2 separate regions of the Sus scrofa genome follow, and region 1 is linked to region 2. The links are chromatin contacts, called in public HiChIP or PLAC-seq maps. All regions are on one chromosome and are shown on one strand. The core of a region is the stretch at or near the end of the contact, and the rest is flanking DNA. Distances in the headings are between cores, read along the strand shown.

Region 1 (7,125 bases), core at 1,255-3,754, 90 kb after region 2:
AGAAAAATTAATCTATGTATTAGGCTCCATGAAAACCATTTTCCTGAAAACAGCCCCTCATCACTCAAGCAGGAAGGCATATAAACCATCATTGACTGGAGTTGGTGTCTTTATTATTCTTTTCACCAACATACACATTCTAACACTTTCTGACAACCGCTTAGAGGAGACAGAAGGCATGCTTATCAAATTTCGGGTGACACAAAAGCAGAGCTAATATATAATGCACAGAATGACAGACTCAAAATGAGGCAAGTTGGAATGAAGCAGACAACATTTAACACGGATAACTGCAAAGTTAGATTTCAAGAAAAAAACAGCAGCCCAGTTACCGCAGGGACAGACATGGCTGATGCCGATTTATAGGAAAAGGCTTTCAGGTTTTAATTCGTTGCTGGGCTGACAGGAGCCCAGAGTGGGGACACAGGACCTTTTCTATAACTAGGCTCAGGGTACTTGGTGGCAAAGTATTCAGGCTCTTTCAAGGCGTGGGCATGAATTCAAGCGCTAGGTGGAGACCAGCTGGAGGCAGATGAAAGCTCCGTGTTAGGAAAGGGGTGGACGAGCGTCCCGCACTTTAGCCTAAGCAGGCTCCGCTCCCGGCTTGACCTTCATCTGTAGCCTTGGCGGGGATCCTCTGCTGAGGACGCCTCTACCTGGCTTCTGGACACCAAGCTGGTTCCAAGAGAGCAGCATGGGTTCCCTGAAAGTTTTGCCTCAAGCGCAGAACCCAGGAGGTCTTAAAGTCTGTTATTTTGGTTTTGGTCCCCTCCCAGTGTCAGGGTCAGAGCTGTCTTTCACTTAAGATCCCTTATTTTGTGAGGCTGAGAAATGCCATGTCATGGGGGCCCATTCAGTTCACCCCTGAGAGGGGGAAGAAGGCAGGTTACATGTCCTCTGTTGCTCAGTTGGGACAAGTGTTCCAGGACCTCTGGCTAGTTCTCTCCTAGAAACCGACAAGTCCTAAAAAAACCTGTCAGAGTCCTGGCAAGACGGCTGTGGCCTGGGCCTCGGACCGGGACCACAAAACAGCCAATACCATCTGAGGCAGTGTTCATGGAAGCTTAGCATCTGGAATAAGGGTCCTCCCTTGGTCTGTGCTGGTCAGACCACACAGGAAGAATTGTTTCTATTCCAGATACCATGATTTAAAAGGGATACAGGCAGACTGGTGTGTATCAAAAGGAAGATGGCCAGAATGTTGCATCCCTGGTTACTTGTTAGTGATTCCGGCTCAAGGTCAGGGTGGGTCCGCATGATGGGTAGAAGGAGGGGTCAAGCAGCAACAACAGCAGAACTGTCTCCAGATAGGGGCATGCTGTCCCCTGAAGGAACCCCAGAGGCAGAACTAGACCCAGTGGGATTTAGGCCCCAAATGCAGCATTGTTAAGTGTTACAGCGCTGCAAAAGTGGAATCCACTCTGTGAGGTTTGGAAAGTTGTGGTAAATACAGATCTGGCGACTGTCAGAGATGTTTCAGCGGGAATTCCAGGACATTGAGGGTGAAGTTAGATGAGAGGGTTTCTAGAGCCATTCAAATCTAATGCTGTATGACCGAATCAGTCTTTAAATTAGAAACGTGCTACACAACTGAGGAAGGAAGGTTATCACGGGGACTCACTCGTCTGGAGCTACAACCTGAAGTGGGTTTTCCTCTCCAAAAGAGCAGAACCACGAATTAGTTACTCTGCAGTGTGTGGTAGGGAAAAAAACCAGAAGCTGAATACCACTAAGAAGAGAAAGACACTTCCCGAGGCGCATGAAGAAAAGAAACATGAAGCAAATACCCCGGGAAATCCGCGAGGTCAGTACAGGTGCGAGGGAAAGGCGGCGGCGCGGGGGGGGGGGGGGGCGCTCCTTCTCAGGGACAAGCGTGCTGCCGCCCCTGCGGGCGTGAGCGCCCACCCATCCTTAAGGCCTCTGCCTGCCTGCAGGGGCCCTGCCAGAATCACCCTGTTCCTCAGAACCAACTGTCCTTGGAACACTGGGGGTTTCTCTGTCCGTTGCTCTGGGGGTGCTCCTTGGACTTCGTTTCCCACACGGGGGAAGACACAGCATTCCCTCGATGATCTCAAGTCTTACGTGGGGTGAGGGGTCCCTTGCAGACAAAGTCAAGGTAACGGAGACTGGGTGCGAGGACAGCTGCCCACGCCACGCTGGGAACTGGGGGGGCGGGGGAGGGCTACCCTGTGCTGGGCGACCTGGGAACAGGAGGGTAGGGAGTCAGGTCAAAGCCCCCACATCCCCGAAGGAACCCCCCCACCCTCTGCGCCTCGACGGCGGCCGGCTCTGCGAGCGCCTCGGGCCGACGCCAGCGGTGCACCTGCGCCCGAGGGCGGCCGCGCGCTGCGGGCCGAGGTCCCCCCTCGGCCGCCGCCCCCGCCCGCAGCCCCGGCGCTCGCCGCGGCCGGGCCGCCCCCTCCAGCCCCGTGCCCGGCGCCGCAGGCCGAGCGCGCGAGTGGGCGCGGGCTGCGCGCGGGCCGCGCCCGGGCTCTGGGCATGCTCAGTGGCGCGGGCAGGGCCCCGGGCGCGAGCCGGGCTCCCGCCGCACCGCATTCATCGGCTGCCAGGGGAGCGGCCGGGCGCTTGCCGGCTCCTGCGCGCGCCGCCCCAGCCATGGCCGCGCTCGGCCACCCCGCCGCCTTCGGCCGGGCCACCCACGTCGTGGTGCGGGCGCTGCCCGAGTCCCTCGGGCGCCAGGCGCTGAGGAGCACCCAGGGCGAGGAGGTGGACTTGGCGCGCGCCGAGCGGCAGCACCAGCTCTACGTGGACGTGCTGGGCGCGAAGCTGGGGCTGCAGGTGGTGCAGCTGCCGGCCGACGAGAGCCTCCCCGACTGCGTGTTCGTGGAGGACGTGGCCGTGGTGTGCGAGGAGACGGCGCTCATCACCCGCCCCGGGGCGCCGAGCCGGAGGAAGGAGGTAACCGCCCGCCCGGAGACGCGAGGGGCGCGGCCGGGGAAGCGCGCCCGGCCCTCCCCCGGCGCCCGCGCCCGCGCCCGGCCGGCGGCGGGAATCGCCGAGCTGGCCCCCGGGCTAGTTCGGAACTTCCAGGTCGCAGCAGAGGCGGGTGTGTGCGGGACGCCCGTTGCTTGTTCACGCCCTCCCGCGCGGCTCCGAGGCCTTGGGGAGGCCCGGGTGGAGGGGGTGGGGGTGCCGACTCGGGCAGGTGGGTGCGGTGGGGAATCCATCTCACGGGCGTTTTTGTCTGTAAAGATTTAAAAGCTGCCGAGACGGTGCCGCTTGCTTGTTTCCCAGGGAGCGGGGGCGGGGGGGGGGTTGCTGCTCCAGGAGGGCGAGGACTCCAGGGGCCGGGGGATGACCCTGCATCCCCAGTCCCAGTCCCTGCTGGAGCTGGAGCTGGGCGGCCAGGTGAGTTGCTGGGCGTCGGTGCCCGCAGGCCTTTCCCGCGTTACTTTCCGGGGTGCAGGCTGAGGGCTACAGAAAGGCAGGGCAAGTGAATGGGCATGGCCGAGCTGGCGGCTGCCTTTGAAAAGCTGGACTCACTGCAAGGTGTTGGGTGTGTGTGTGTGTGTGTGTGTCCATGTGTTTAACTGGAAACGGTTGTTTCCCAAATTCCATCTTTTTTATTCTCTATATTTTACAATTTATAGCAATGAGAGCTTTTTGTGTTCTCAAGCGGTAGTGACTACTTTAAAATATTGCAGCCTGTGAAAAATGGCTGTGATTGCTTTAAACACAAGGTAGGTTAGAGAAGAGACACGAATAGAGAGAGACTGGGTTTAAAAACGCCATCCGGACTGGATTCTTCTCGTTGTCTATAAGAGCCCAGTCTTAAGACTGTGTTGGCATCAAGTGGCATCGCAAGAAGCCAGTGGTTTCTTTCATGGGGTGGGTTAGGGACCCCCCCCCCATTTTGTCTTTATAATGTTCTCACTGGAAGTGCCTCATAGAGCTTAGAGTTAAAATATGCTTATTCACACACGCTTCACGACTCGGTTGACTGAACTTTACTTGGTCTCAGGGAATAAGCCTGTTCGATTTATTTCTCACTGAGATAATCAGCTTTTCTTCCCCCACCTCACCTAAGAGCAAACCAAGCACTTTTATCTCCTCTGCCACTCCCCTCCCGTCGTTGAGTCTGTGGAGAAACCCACTCTGTTTTAAACCGATAAGCATGTCACCCTGTTTGAATACTTTCTGATGTGTCCCAGATGACGTGGCAAGGCTGTGGTGTGTACTTACAAGAGTAAAATAGATTCCCCAAACCCTTTCAAATGGTGCTCATTTGATGAGGGTAGTCCAGTTTCCTTCTAAGAGACCATGGTATGTTTCATCATCCATTTCATTTTATTCCTGTAATAAAACCTTTCAAATTTTGGCCTTCAGATTTCGAGGCATACATTTTTAATTAGCTTCACTCTTGGGTTTTGTTTTGTTTTTTTTTCCTTTTTCTTTTCTTTTTTAGGGCTGCACCTGCCGTGTATGGAAGTTCCCAGGCTAGAGGTTGAAGTGGAGCCACAGCTGGCGGCCTGCAGCACAGCCACAGCAATGCCAGATCCAAGCTGTGTCTGCACCCTACACCACCGTTCCTGGCAATGCCGGATCCTTAACCCACTGATCGAGGCCAGGGATTGAACCTTTGTCTTCATGGATCCCAGTCGGGTTTGTAATCTGCCGAGCCACAGCGGGAACTCCCAGCTTTACTCTTATATCAGGCTGGTGACCCACTGCCAGAGGTCACACCGTATAGTGGATAAGAACATCAGACTGGATGGAAGTCTATGACCTTGGGGAGTGTCCTGTGCCTCAGTTTTCTTAACCTGTAAAGTGGACATAATTGTTGCTATTTCATAGAATTGTTGTAACGGGTTTATGAATCTGTCTGAAGTGTAGAGGCCAGGACACTTCGTGGGTGTTGGTTATCACCCAGTGCTTGGTCACAGAGGGTCTCCTCCTTGAGCAGTAAGATGTCCACTGATCCCTGATGCAGTGACAGTGACATTTCTCCTTCCTGGGGCGAAAGGGCTCATCTTCATGCCTTAGGGTCCCTCCTAATCTGCTCTGTAGCATTGTCTCCCAGCCTGAGGTTCCTGCTGGTGTGCGGTCTCTCCCCACCCACCCTGGCCACTGCACCTCACCTGGATCCCCAGAGCTTCCAACAGAGAGAGCAGTGCAGGCAGTCATGTTGGGGTGCGTCAGAGATTTCCCTGAAATATCTCACAGTCTGCTGCCTTAGTTGAAGTTAATAAATGCTTCCTGCATGAATGGACACAGGAATTAATGAAATGATTGTTCATATCACTATGCCGATAATCAGTACTTCAGGGCCGTCCTGGATTGTTTGATACATATCTCACGTGACACCTATCTCCCTAAATGAAATTCTACAACTGCCAAGGTATTATTTTAAAATTATTAACACTGATTTTCTTGCCTCCTGTCTCTTCCCTCTCCATTCCATTCCGACACTGTAAGCTGGTTCTTCTAAACTCCAATCTGATCACGTCCCTCCTCTGATGAAAATTCTAGAGGGGCCTCCACCGAGCTTGACAGACCCACTGCGTGGGTTCTGCTTGCCTTTCCAGCTTCAGGTGCACCTCTGACCCCACCCCAGGTGCCTCCGCACCCTTGGCTCGAGCCAGGTTCTTTTCTCAAGCTCCCTGTACTGTTGCTTTTATGGGTACGCCTTCCTCCTCTGCCTGAGACACTTTGCCTCTTTCCTCTCCTGCTCTTTACCTGGCTGTTCCTGTTCATGCTTCAGCTCTCAGCTTACTGTTTCCATTAATAGCATTAGCTAATCCTTATTGCGTGCTTGCCATTTGCCAGACATTGTGCCGAGTTTATGACATGCATTTCATTGAATGCTCACATCAACTCTTTGAGCTCATTGCAATCATTATTCCTGTTTAAACATTGATGAAGGCTTTGAGAGATTAATAAACTGGCCAGGCTTGTAGAGTAGAGCCAGTGGAACCAGGGTGTGAACTCAGATTTGCAGGGCTCTGAAGCTCTAGTCTCAACTGTCGTGATATTAAACATGCGTCACCTTTCCAAGCACAAGATTGGTTCTCGTTTAATGAGCGCCTCTGGACCCCTTCTATGGTATTTATCATACCACATGGTAATTGCCTGCTTACCTTTCTGTCCCCACGGTTATGAAAACTGTAAAGGCGAGAATCATATCTGCGTTGTTCAGCATTTTGTCCCCTGGGTCTTGAACACAGTAGTCGTGCAGCAAACACTTTGTTGGACCGATTTCGTCCGTGATTTTAGGCCAAACTTCGTTCTCCCCACTTAGGACGTATTTGGTGTTTTGCAAGCATTTCCAATCGGCGTCCCCAGTTGCATCACAACTGTAGGGGATTTATAACTTTTTCTCTCCCTCTCTCTTCCCTTGCCTCTGTCTCTTGTTGTTGTTTTGTTTTAAAATCCCAAGAAGTCTCTTCTTAATCAAAACATGTTGCATTTAATGCCTTTTCTTCCTTAGAAGAAAGGGCTGAGAACCACACTCAAGAAAGGAACCCTTCTGTGAAAGCCCAGCGTTTGCTGTAGTGGGGCCTCGAAAGATGAATGAAGTGCAGACTGTGTCTGCAGGAAGCTCAGGCTTGAGTGAAGAAAACTCTATGCAGAAAGGCAGCAAATAACGCTGCTTGTCTAATAACTCTGTGTCTTTAGGACTTTGCATGTTTTAAGATGTTTAATCTTTTGAAGACAAACACATTAGCCTGGAGAAGCCAGTCGTATTTTAAATGAGTGCAGCCTACACTGTAGGGGAAAACATGTCACCTTCCCCGTGTCGAAGTCCAGTAAACAAGTACCTAAAAGCCGAAGTAAGGCACGTTGACAGGGTGTGAGGATTGGGCTTTTAAAAAGCTAAGTTTTTGTCTTTGGGATACACGCCCGCAGTACCACGGTCAAGAGGTACAGGAGGGCCTCGGTGAAAGGAAGCCTCGCCCTCACGTCACCTCGCACCTGCCACCTGTTCCCATCCCCCGAGGCAGCGGCTGTGAAGGCCATTTCCTTGAGTTTGTTTCCCAGAAGGTTTTTGGTGCTAAATAAATGATTAACTGCCAAAGCTTGCTTAAGGAACATTGTGAAATAAACCTTGTGCCTGTTTGCCCATCTCTCAGCGCCCTTTAACCCTCCTCGCCCCGAGCATCAGCA
Region 2 (6,509 bases), core at 10-2,509:
GCCGGGGGTTGGGGCAGCCCAGGTCTGGGAGGGAGAGCTCCTGCGGGCACAGCGGAACGCAGCCCACGGCGCCGTCGATGCATGTGCACTGGTGTTTACAGTTGGGCTGGAAACTCTCCCCATTCTGGTAGATTCTGGAGTTATATTCGCAGGGTCTGCCCTCTGACTGAGCTGCAAAGAACACCAAAAAAAAGAGAAAAGAAAAAAAAGAAGAGGATAAAGTTAGGATTCCGAACGACGGCCTGAAACGCACACATATTTTCTGCTGTTCAACTCAGTTTATGGTAAAGTTTCCTCCAATTCCCCGGAGACTCCAGACCAGAACAATAAGTTAGTCAGGAATCACTTTTCCGTATGCGCTTTCCGCTGGGCCCAGACACACTGAATCGCATTCCAGACTGCTGAAATCATGTGCCTTTCTGCCAAGCTACCAACAACAAAGCATCACCATACATGGTCGCAGAATTACTAAACTTCTGGACTACAGGGACTATTCCTTCTTTTAAAGGGGCCAAACCAAAAGCATCTTACCTCTGCAGATCCCCTTCTGAGCGGTGGGGCTGGCGCCGAAGTTGCATTCCAGCCCCTTGGTGTGGTCGCAGGGCTGCGTCTTGCTGCAGTCCTCGTTGAGCTGCTTGGCGCAGACCTTGCAGCAGCCGCAGCCGTCCCCGACCAGGCCGACTCCGGGGGCGCACTTGGGCGCCTCCAGGGGGCAGTGGCAGGCGGCGGGGCAGGTGGAGAGCGCCTGCAGGGGGGAGCGGACACGCGTGAGGCTCGGCGCGGCGCGGCGGGAACCCCCAGGCGCCGGGTGGGGGGGGCCTGAGCCGGGCCAGCCCGGCCACCCCGGGCGGCGGCGTCCCCCCGGAGGCCCCGGCACGTCTCCAGCGCGGGCTTAAAGAAAGCGCTCCCCCCAAGCGTCCCCGCACTTCCGAGCCTAGCCCCGTCGGCCGCGGGCCCTCTGGGCCAAGGGGGAGGGGCCGGGAGCGGACAGGGACGCGGTGGCCGCGGAACTCACCAGCCTGGCCAAGTGGAGCAGGGTGACGGCGAGGGCGAGCGTCCTGGCGGTGCGGGAGCTCATCGCGGCGCGCAGGAGGGTCGGGGCGAGCGCGGAGGCCGAGACGGCGACACACGGGTGCGCGGCGGACGGGCTGCGGGCGTCTCGAGCTCGAGGTGCTTCCCGAGGAGGAGCGCGGGGCGCGGGAGCTGCTCGGGGGCGCTCTGCTCGCGGTCTGCCCCGGCGCCCAGGGGCCGCCTTTTATACGGGCCGGCCGCGGCGCCGCGTGTTGCAGTGACGTCGGCCCCGTCTGCGCGTTCCAGAATTCTCAAACATCTCAGGAATGCTGGTTGGCGCGGGCTCCTGCCAAGCGCCTCCCCTGGCTCCCTGGCTTTTTTTTTTTTTTTGGTCCTGGACTCGTCAAGAAAACAATCTTCCGTTTTTTCCACTTTTAATAACGACTTCTATTGGGGAGGGTGGTGGAAGGGCGGGGGGGGGGGGGCGAGTTGAGAACTTTGCCTGGACCTGGAGGGTGGGAGGCCCTGGAGGGAGGAACAAAGTCGTTTTGTTTGGGGATGCCGAGCTGAGCCGCAGCCCCGGAGCCCCCGCCCGGGAGGCAGCGAGCTGTTTGCTTGTTTACAGCGAAGGTGAGAGTCAAGTTATCTACGGAGAGAGGCGAACCGGGAGGGCAGCGTCTGGGAGCCAGGGATCTATTTGAGGACGTCGTAGAGGCGTGCTCGGATCGAGTCCCAAAGTCTTGGCATGGTGTTTATTAGCCAGGCTAAGTGTATCGCAAATTAATACCCGCAGTGGCATTTATGAATGAGAAGGGGGGAAAAATCAACTTCCCCGCCGTCTGGCAGATTCCCAGGCAGAGGTCTTCCCCCTCCCTCCCCCCTCCCCCCCCGAACGTCGTACTTGTTTGTTTTTGGAGGTTCCCACTGTAGTTCCAGCCCACTGGCTGGCTTGGAAGTCCGAGAGGAAACGGACGCAGGGAGATCTCCGGGAGGCTGACCTAAGGCTTCCTCGCGGATGCGGGAGGCCGGGTAAGCCCTCCAGCCTCCCTCGGGGGCGGGAAGCGACGCTCACTGAGCAGCCAGCCCGAGGCGGAGGGGACCCCCGCGGAGAGAGCGTCACCCGTAGAGAGGGCAAGGCCAATCCCGATTCCAGCCGCATTGCGCCCAGCGGTTCTCTGGAAAAGGCAGACTCCTCAACACTGAAAGTTTTGCGGGGTTTGCAACTCCTTTCCTTGGGCCCACTGAGAAGCCTCTCATTTCAAGCGAAGTGCAATGCTTTGCTCTCTCCAGAGAAACGAGAGAGGGCAAGGATATATTATTCTGTAGTAGAAAAAGCCGGCGGATTTTAAGGCCCTAGTCTTCCTGCGACCCGCCCAGGGGAAGACCCCCCACGAAGCGATTCACTTTAACAGCAGACGCCCCGCTCGTGTGATTGATTAATTTCCCTCAGTTTCCCAACCTATTTTCTTGTGTCATTTTCATAAAACACACACAGTAATCATGCCGGCCTCCCTGTTATACTGCTCCAGACCTCCTTGTCCTTTTTAATGCTCCCGCTGTCCAGTCTAAATGACTGCCCAGCAGTCTTGCATAAGAAGGCCTTCACCCGGCTTTTCTGTGAAGGACTCCTAAACACCAGGAGAAGCTATTGCAATGAAAACAGTCTCCAGTGAGGAGAACGGTGGCAGGAAGGAGTTAAGTCTCATTCATTCAGGAGTGCTCTTTCCTGAGTCTAAGAGGCTTTTGCGAGAGGGAGTAGGATCTCTGCTGCTTTGTGGCAGGGGGGTGGGGTGGGGGACTTGCTTTTCAGGACAATAGACGGTCAGGTGCTCTGGGCCCTGCATTCTACTCTAGCCAATTCTCAGTTTTTTTAGCAAAAGGATTTGTTTTTCCCTGTGTCAGAGTGTCCTTATTGTTGCCTTCCTGATGAGGTGACTGGGGCTGGGGGTGAGTAGGCGCGGTGCAGGGTGGGCGGGGGTGGTGGGCGGGGAGGTGGAGGGGACCATTCCTGGCTTCTGTTGTGGCGTCTTTTCTATTTGACTTCATGGTTGTAAGTATTTCCAGATGGTGAATCAGACACCAGACGTAACAATATTTCCATATTTGGGTATAGCAGTAGCCTGCGTTTTTAACATTTTTCTGCCTCTGTTATCCAACCACAAAGCATTCTTGACAGCTTCAAATGTTGTTAAATATAGACTTAACTTCTGTTCCCAGAGCAGGAAATTCTTTGGAATTCCTTGTTTTTCACGCAATCTGTCTATCATAATTGAAAATAAAATCGCAGTGGATGATCCAACTGGCTCCTGTATGCACCTTGCTCCTTTATTGAAGTTCGGGGCGCTGGGGGGGGGGTGCTCGAAGAGATTCAGTCTGCCGCACAGCATTCAAACACAACCATTCCAGAGATTTCTTTGAAAATCAGATTAAAGTTCTAACAAGTGTGCGTGGATCCGTTCTGGGGACTCCACCTGGGGACTCCTGGAGAGATGCTTTGCCCCAGAGGAGAAGTTACAGTACCTCACCCGCAGCTGCCCTTTACAGCAGGGGTGTGCTGTGCTGTGCTGTGCGAGGGGGTGGGAAGTGGGACCAAACAGGGCCAGGAGGTGGGGGAGCGGGAGAGACGGGCGAAACCTATGCGCGCAGCCTTCCATATCCTAGGTCCCGGCGCGCCGGCTGGGAGACGGCAGCATCAGGCTAGAGGCACCGCCGCTCCTCGCCCTGCTGGGGCCAGAAACCCCAGCCATGCCGTCGCCTTCTGGCCTCCTCCGCTGAGAGCGGCAGATCGGGTCCCGCTGACAGATCGGAGGGCAAAAGTGCAAACGTCGCGGGTAAGTGTCTTCGGGCCCCAATTCTGCACGGCTCTGGGCTCTCTCGCCTCCCTCCCTCCCTCCGCCGCTGCCCAGGAGGGAAGAACGGGCAGCCTTGTTTCCTTGGACTGTAAAAAAGCGACTGAGAAGGCGCTGCTTGTCTTTCAGCTCCTGGCGTTGGGCTGAGCGACGGGAACGTCTCTGGCCGCTGCTGCCAGGGAATTTTGGGTCACCAAAAGAAGGGCTCACTGTCTGGCGGGAACTGAGAATAATCATCACCCTAAATCTGGCCACTCCGGTTTCCTCGTCCTGGGCCAGGGCTTCTCCAACTTGGGCCCGCATCAGAACCACCGGGAGGGCTGGGTGAAGGACCGACCGCCCCCCCCCGCCCCCCGCGGCCTCACTCCACGATTTCTTGCGAGTTGCTTTTCCAAGAAGCCCCGAGGTGATGCTGAGGCTGCTGGGGCCCGGGAGCCCCCCCTGAGAACCGCTGCCTTGAACGGCGCGCCTGCCCTTCCCTGCGTTTGTCCCCAGAGCCAGGTCCTCGGCGCCCTCTTTTCACAGTCGCCTTGAGGGACAGAAGGAGTTACCGTGACCGCGAAAGGCCGTCCGGGGTCTCCGCAGCCCACCCCGAGCGACCGCAGGGACAGCCAGAGGGCGGGGCGGCGGGGAAGGCCGAGGCTGGCGCCCGCGACCCCCGCGGGGACGGCGACCCGGGTCCGCGCCGCGGGGAGCGGGGGGAGGGCCGAGCGCGGGGGCGCGCGCGCGCGCAGAGTCGCCGCGGGGCCGCGGGGCCAGGACGTTTCCAGCCCCGGCCCATATTTGGAGAAAGGCTTTCAGGGCTCCGTCATGCAGCTCCGGGGGGCCGGCGGCCGCCGCCGGGAGCGGGCCGGGCCACCGCGCGCCGCCGGGGCTGGGAGGCGCGGGCGTCGGGCGCGCGCGGCGGCGGGGCGAGCGCGGCCCACGGCCCCGCCCGCCCCGCGTGGGAGGCTGGCGCGCAGGGCGCAGGCCGATGCTGTCACTTTTCCCGTCCCCCCGCGCTGACTCGTCCTCCCGCGGGGCAGAGGCACGCCCGGGCGCGGGGGCGTGGCCGTGGGGCCTGGGGGGCCTTGGGAGCCAAGTCCCCCAGGGCCCGGGTCTCACGGCCCTGGAACGGGGACAGGCGGGAGCTCGCTCTCGGCTTCCCTTGGTCCCAGCAGCCCTTCCTCTGCCTCTTCCGTGGGGCCCGCGGGGCGGACCGCTCCGCTCTCCAGACCTTGGCGCCTTCGTTGGTGAGCGGGGAAAGGAGACAGCAGGTGGTAAAACTGGAGCCGTCCGTTTCAGGGCTGCGCTTCCTGCCCTTCTCTCTAAGGGTGACAGAAGCCAGCGCCTCTGTGGCGCGCGCTCGCCGGGTGTCAGGCACCGTTGGGAGGGCCGGCTCCTCGCTGACTCCCTTGACGCCTGGGCCCCACCGAGGTAGATCCTCTTGTTAACACTGCTTCTCATCTCTACGAAGACATGGGGGTGCAGAGGGTTAACGTCTAACCAAAGGACACCCACCGAGCAGGTGGCAGAGCTGGACCCACGCGTCTGGCCCCAAGAAAGCCTTGCCCTTAACAGCAGTGCCTACTCTTGCTTTAGGCACTCGGGCCTGTCCCTTCTGGAACTTAACTTTTATTTAGCTCTATCACAACTTACCCAGATATTCCAAGATAAATGCATCAGATAGAAAAGTAGTTGATAATTTAACTGAAGCTGCGTGAGCCTCTAAGATTTGCCCAGTGTACTGGCTCTTGGAGAGGAGAGGGGAAGGAGTGCCCCATTTTGACAGCAAAAAACCCTATGGCAAATGAGTTTATATAGTGGACTTTTCTGCGCCTTGGCAGGTGCTGGGGAAGATGTCTAGGCCTGTGGGGTTCTTCCGACACCTTAGGAACCGCATTGAACAGGCAGTCCCTGCTCTGGAGTAAGACCTGGCCTGGTTAGAACTGCGTTGTCACGGAGGTGGTTTTCGGTGTCATTTATTTGATAGTTCATCAGTCTGAGTGTCTCTCATGGAGCCAATTTCCTTTTGTTTTTGTTCAACTCTATGTTAGAAATACAATTACCTATGCGTCTGAAGACAAATGGTTTATTCTCTCTGAAGCTCAGATTTATTCAGAGCTCATGATATGCCATGGCACCACGGCAGGCACTGGTGACATAAAGAGGACTTTACCATTGACCTACCCTCGAGGGGCGCTACTGGCTCTTGCTGAAGTGGACGCAATGGAACCCGTGCACACTTCCGAGCTTGGGGCGCGAGGATGGAAGTGGGATGAACAAGAGAAAAGACGCTTGAAGCAGAGCGGACCGAGCCTTGACCGGGCAGATGAGGACCCATCTAGCGAGGCCAGACTGTAGAATTCCTTTGGAGAAGTGGCGAGAGAGGTCAGCTGGGGTCGTCTGCAGATGGCCTTGCCCATGGCACGGGGACTCCGTCTACAGAGTCCACTTGAGGTTTTGCCTGGGTTTCCTCATCTATAAGGTAACAGGGCTGGGCCCTGAAAGGCTCACAAAATGCCATTCCAAGGCTTATTGCCAGCTGACACCGGCCCCAGCCTGGGATGGCAGGGATTCTGGGGGGAGGGCTGAATAGTTGGTACGTGAAAAAGGGGGTCCCTCGTTCTCTCATTTTAAAGAGGTACCAGGCATCCAGAATTTCATGTG

What was found. HiChIP or PLAC-seq counts read pairs in DNA pulled down with a chosen protein or histone mark.
Region 1: a contact with region 2 is called in an H3K27ac HiChIP or PLAC-seq map of skeletal muscle. The contact joins the promoter of DDAH1 here to the promoter of CYR61 in region 2. A contact is called at or near these places in 5 of 47 Hi-C or Micro-C datasets (embryonic fibroblasts, fibroblasts and skeletal muscle) and 1 of 2 datasets of contacts at active chromatin or transcription factors (skeletal muscle).

The regions. Positions count from the first base shown.
Region 1 is chr4:130,482,801-130,489,925 of Sscrofa11.1, forward strand. It overlaps DDAH1 (N(G),N(G)-dimethylarginine dimethylaminohydrolase 1), which reads left to right and starts at 2,505. Exons shown (of 6, transcript XM_021090342.1): 1 at 2,505-2,919. The coding sequence starts at 2,617.
Region 2 is chr4:130,393,920-130,400,428 of Sscrofa11.1, forward strand. CYR61 (protein CYR61) reads right to left here and starts at 1,260. Exons shown (of 5, transcript XM_001927740.5): 1 at 1,016-1,260; 2 at 532-745; 3 at 1-171. The coding sequence starts at 1,078. It also overlaps a transcript of ZNHIT6 not described here.